Linked DNA regions of Mus musculus: region 2 is linked to region 1. A link is a contact called in public promoter capture Hi-C data. All regions are on one chromosome and are shown on one strand. The core of a region is the stretch at or near the end of the contact, and the rest is flanking DNA. Distances in the headings are between cores, read along the strand shown.

Region 1 (2,700 bases), core at 63-2,562:
GCCGTCAGGCAGCACTACCTCCAGGTTAATCACGTTGTCCCGCATGGTTCCATAGCGCACAGCATTGGTGCCCGAGGCCCCGGTGGCTGCCATGCCACACAGAGAAGCATCTGCGCCTGGGTCTAGAGAATGAAATGCTGGAGAGGGCAACTGCAGAGGCCCTTTCCCTCTTGTGGGAAAGATGGGGCCCTGTGAAATCCCTCAGACCACGCCCCCAAGCCCTCGGTCAGGTACTCTGTGGTTAGTCCAAGGCCTACCAACAGGAAACCAAAGGCCACTGTCACGCAGGTGGGTATTGAGAGCTTTACGGGTGACTCCAGGCTCCACCACCACGGAGAAGTCTTCTGTATTCAGCTCCGTGATCTGGTCCATATGGGTCAGGTTGATGCACACTCCACCCTGGTAGCAAGGGAGTCAAAAACAGCTGCCCAACCTAGGTCTCTAGGCCCGAGGCAGCCCGCTAGAGCCCCATTTTATGGCTGAGGCCTGCAGCAACCATACCAAAGCTCTGGGATGGCAGGTGAAGAGAGCTGTAAATGTGTCCTGTATAATGGGACCAGACCCAGGGCACCCCCACTATACCTGCACAGCACAGACTCCCCCCTCAACACCGGTGCCTGTGCCAAATGGGATGATGGGAACACCTTGATTGTAGCACAGGCTTGCCACTCGGCTGACCTGGTCCACATTCTGAGGCCAAACCACAGCATCAGGAGGTTGACACCTAGAAGCAGGCAGGCCCAGAGGTTTGAAAAGGATGGAAGCTTCTCACCCTCTCTTATCCAGGAACCTGCAATGGTTTAAGGACCCAAGGACAGGGACCTCAGCAGATCAGGGCAGAGAGCACCTCTCCGTGTAAGGATGCCAGAACTCCAAACAGGTGACCAGAGAGACAGGGACCCTCAGTCCCTTCTGATACCTGTGCATCGATTCATCATGCCCGTGTTGCTCTCTGACTGCAGAAGCAGTGGACACGTGGGGGCTCCCTACAACTGCCTTCAGAGCCTCCACAAAGTCCTGGCTGAGTCCACCCTGCAGGGGAGAAAAGTGCGAGGGGGTCATCGGAAAGACAGTCGGAGGGAGCCACAGACCTGCCCTGTGGCCGGGTGGGAAGAATGAGGGGCTGGTCAACCTGCAAGGTGACGTCACTGAGCCCCGAGGACATTACGTCGGGCTCTCCACCCTCTGGGACCCCATCCACAAGTAGACTTATACCTGCGACCCCCTGGAGCAGAAACTCCTCCAGGGAGACAGCCTCTGGGTGGCCACCCGAAGGAGCATGGCCATAGCCAGACCGCAGCTAAGGGGAGAATAACTAGGCGGAGAGGAAGCCTTGCCAGCCTGCCTCTCGCTGTGCCCAATAGCTGCCCTGGGTGGAGCCTGCTTAAGGTGGAGCCGGTTTAAGGTGGCCTCTGCAGATCTGGAAAAGAAGGACAACAGCTACTTCACGTGTTACAAGTCAACTAACTGCTGCTCCCCGAAGAGCCCTCCAAACAAACATCGTGTACGGAGGCTTTCAAGTCCCACCGGGCACTCGGACTTTGTCTTCTACACTTCCAGCCTCTTCTTTGATCTCTAAGCTGCAGTTTTCCTTTCCATTCCAGAGCTCAGGCCGGCCTGCAACCTTGGCACATACACTGTGCCCTACTCCCTGAATCATCTCCTGACTCCCTGTCAGGCAGAGCCTTCCTCACCTTGCAAGCCTCAACAGCATGCCACAGAGTAGACTTGCCACCATGACCACGAAGAGGGAAACTCCAGAGGTCATTCTGGGACAGAGTGGGTAGCATAGTGCAGTGCCCAGAAAGGCCGCCTTGCAGAGGAGTGCTAAGGAAAAGCAGGGAAGGAGATTAATTCCAAGACCATCCTGTTGGTTCCAAACAACTCCCACAGCAATTCCAGAAGAGCCTTTGCTACCACCACTGAGCTAAACTACCTCCCAATGACTCTCTTCCTTCCGGTCAGGAATACAAACTCCTAATTTATTTAGTTTTTTTATCCAGCTTTATTGTGTCTGTGTGCATGATGGAGGAACATACGCGCCACAGTGCATGCGTAGAGATCAGAAAACAACTTCGTGGAGTTGGTGGTTCTCTCTTAATTCACCAACCACATTTGGATGAATATGTAAAAAGAGAAAATCATGCCAGCCAGGCCTTATGGTATGCACCTGTAAACCCACACAGAGAGTCTGAGTTAGGAGGAGGATGAGATGAAGCCAGCCTGAGCCATAACAAAAGAAAACAAAACAAGACAAAATGACAAATTTAGTTATAGGGAATGGGGTGGTGGAGAGATAGCATCAGAGTTAAGGGCACTGATTGCTCTTGCAGAGGACCCGGGTTCAATTCCTAGCACCCACATGGGATGACTCACAACCATCTGTAACTCAAATCCCAAGCAGGGAATCAAACACCCTCTTCTGGCCTCTGTGGGCCAAATACACAGGCAAAACACTCATACCTATAAACTAAAAAGAAATCCTTAAAATAGCAAATTTAGTTATAGATCTAATTGCTTTTATTTGCTCTTTTTGGATTGGGGCACCCTCCAAGACTACAGAATTGAACGAAACCCCCCAGCGGACAGTGGGTTCTCTAAAACAGGGACAACAGGAGGGGAGCTGATGGGTTGAAGTCAATCTGGCCTTCCTGGTAAGGTTAAAGCAGATGGGACACTCTGTCGATGTCGTGGTACACA
Region 2 (2,700 bases), core at 126-2,625, 170 kb after region 1:
ACCTGGTTTAAAGGAGACTGCTGTTGGACGGGAAAGTTACCTAGTTAAATAATACTAGCCAGGTGTGGTGGCGCACGCCTTTAATCCCAGCACTCGGGGGAGGCAGAGGCAGGGGGATTTCTGAGTTCGAGGCCAGCCTGATCTACAAAGTGAGTTCCAGGACAGCCAGGGCTATAGAGAAACCCTGTCTCAAAAAACCACAAAAAAAAAAAAAATTGCTTTCTTTTCCTCCTCTACTGTACTCAAATAGTTACATAAAACACAAACCACTTCTATTGCTCTACTGGAAAGTTTGCTGACTGAATGGTGGGAGAGGGAAATCCTTCAACAGGAGTACTGCCAGATCAGTGCACCTCCTAACCCTCATCTGAGAAACTTCTACCTGCAGTGGGTGGGGACTGGCCAAAGGGCAGAGAACAAGAGAGGGACAAATGCTCATCCGTCAGTGGAACAAGTACCACACTCCCCTCCCCGAAGGCTCTGACCGTCGAGGGAGCGAGGAAGAGAGGGTCTAGGAGCTAGAGGCAGTAGATGACTCTCAAGAGCAGGCCTCTCCATCCACAGTGGGCAGCTGCACATATGACCTGACAGTAGTTGTGACAGCATACAAAAGCCCTGTGCAAGCTCAAACCAGACCAGATACCAGCACGGAGAGGGGAGCTGAGCACAGAATCCCACACCTAGCTGTGTTGGCATGTGTTAGCCGCAGGGAGAGAAGGAGTTTTCTCCAGTGGATGACCACACATCCAATAGTATTTGGGCAGCACAAATTGGTCTTGATGCTAGGTCTGTTTTTTGTTTTTAAAGTTGGAAGTTGGATGGGTCTGTAAGGAGGGGTAGATTTGGGAAGTTGGGACAGGGGTGAATATAATAAAAACACACTGTAAGACACGCTTAAAGAATAATTAAAAAAAAAAATCACTGCCATGGGATAAAAGCACCATATAAAATAGAAGGCAGTTTGGACTGGGAAAAGGCTCAGTGGTAGATGCTAGCCTCAGAATTCTCCAACATTTAGGTCTGATCACCACACACACTGCACAGTAAAAAGAACAAGTCCGTTTTATTATGGTCCTGCAAAAAGAGAAAAAGTGGAATGAAAAATTTCCCTGCAAATGGAATCAAAATTCAAATAGAAAACCCAAGACTTAGAGGCTCCTCAGCAGGCTTCACCTCTCTGCCCATGGATTCTTTTCTCACTTTTGGATCTCATTTGCTCAGTAAGAGTTAACTCGTACATTAAAGGAACGTTGTTCCAGCTTTACAGAAAGCTTTTAAGGACAGGGTCAGTGCAAGGACCAGATTCTTCATGAACTCATTAAGCAGACAGGTCACTGTGGCCTCAGGGTTCATTCAGCAGCAGGAAAAGCTCCGCTGGTAATGCGAGTTGTTTCCTGTACATCTCAAAATGCACAGGACGGCTCTGGTCTCCATTGTGAGCCTGCTTCCTGACTGGGAAGGAAAGAAAATACTTTCACGATGACTATTCTTTTCTTAGGCTGGTGTTACATTTGGCCACAAGACATCATGGGCAAGCACAGGGCTTCTACCCCAGGGCACTTTCTAATGCTCCTCTTTGCAGTTAATTATGTTCTGACAAGGCTGTGTTTACTTCACCAGCTTTTAATGAATTGTGTGTACATGCTGACAGCTGTAATTAGTAAGTGTTGCAGTAACTGCATCCTAGTCTCCTGTACAGCACAGCGTCAGCCACTCTTCTCTTTGCCATTCTTTTTTTCTTTCTTTCTTTTTTTTTTGTTTTTTTGAGACAGGGTTTCTCTGTATAGCCCTGGCTGTCCTGGAACTCACTTTGTAGACCAGGCTGGCCTCGAACTCAGAAATCTGCCTGCCTCTGCCTCCCGAGTGCTGGGACTAAAGGCGTGCGCCACCAATGCCCGGCCTCTTTATCATTCTTGACCCTCCTATTCCTACTCCAAAGTGAGATTCAAGGCTATTAAGGAAACCCAACTGGTTTTTCTATATCGTTCAGAAATGCTCTGTTTTATACTGTTGAATCTCAACATCTAACCTGAGAACGCCATTCAGGATTGCATAATCACCATGCTGTTGAGAGAAAACCCGGTGCTTCTCTCTGGAGTAAGAGATTGGCAGATAGACAGAGGACTCCAGAACACAACTCCTAGACAAAGCTCTCCATGCTGGACAGGACACAGAGAACTCAGCATGGTGCTGACAGTCACAGACAGGAAGCTTTCTCTCAACTTTATATCCATAGCCGTTTGGGCAGGAAACGGGGGACGGGGTGGCTGTGGGAAACTGACCAACAATCCTATACTTTTCCTGGCTTTGGACTCAGCATTTCTGGAGAATGCAAGTTCTTTTCCTCGGCCCGCTTTTCCTTACCCTCATGGCTAAGATTCTCTCCCCATGCTTGGTTTATGTTTTTCTCAAGCAGTAAATAAAAAGGCACCAGGGACCCACGGCGAAGAGCTCTGGCTAGAAGAATCACTTGTCTCAATCTTTCCTCTCTGCTTTGGTTCTTGGCCTTGCCGAGGTCCATTTCCCTACAAAAAGTCAGCTGCCATGGTCTGTTTTATACCTCAAGTCCCGTGGCCTTTAACTGACAGACATTCTAGCTTAGAGCTGTCAGATGCACCGCGAGCCTTGGTGTCCCAGCCCACAGCAGGAAGGTTCCACTCTCCAGCATGCTGCAACATCTGCTAGGATGCTTCCTCTGTA

Evidence for each region. Promoter capture Hi-C pulls out the DNA fragments that hold promoters and counts their contacts.
Region 2: a contact with region 1 is called in a promoter capture Hi-C map of liver. The contact joins the enhancer-like site here to the promoter of Ldhd in region 1. A contact is called at or near these places in 5 of 39 promoter capture datasets (the 3T3-L1 cell line, cranial neural crest, embryonic stem cells and 2 more) and 2 of 484 Hi-C or Micro-C datasets (embryonic stem cells and liver).

The regions. Positions count from the first base shown.
Region 1 is chr8:111,629,024-111,631,723 of GRCm38.p6, forward strand. Ldhd (lactate dehydrogenase D) reads right to left here and starts at 1,313. Exons shown (of 11, transcript NM_027570.4): 1 at 1,216-1,313; 2 at 920-1,032; 3 at 583-724; 4 at 258-399; 5 at 1-122. The coding sequence starts at 1,287.
Region 2 is chr8:111,800,241-111,802,940 of GRCm38.p6, forward strand. All of the region lies in intron 5 of Cfdp1 (craniofacial development protein 1), which reads right to left. Among named protein-coding and RNA genes, the nearest start is that of Gm39252, 47 kb to the left of the region's middle. Within about 2 kb of position 1,376, at least 33 of the 459 cell types and tissues checked have an H3K27ac peak or open chromatin away from gene starts, as enhancers often do. A contact at or near this core is called in liver, where this site is marked.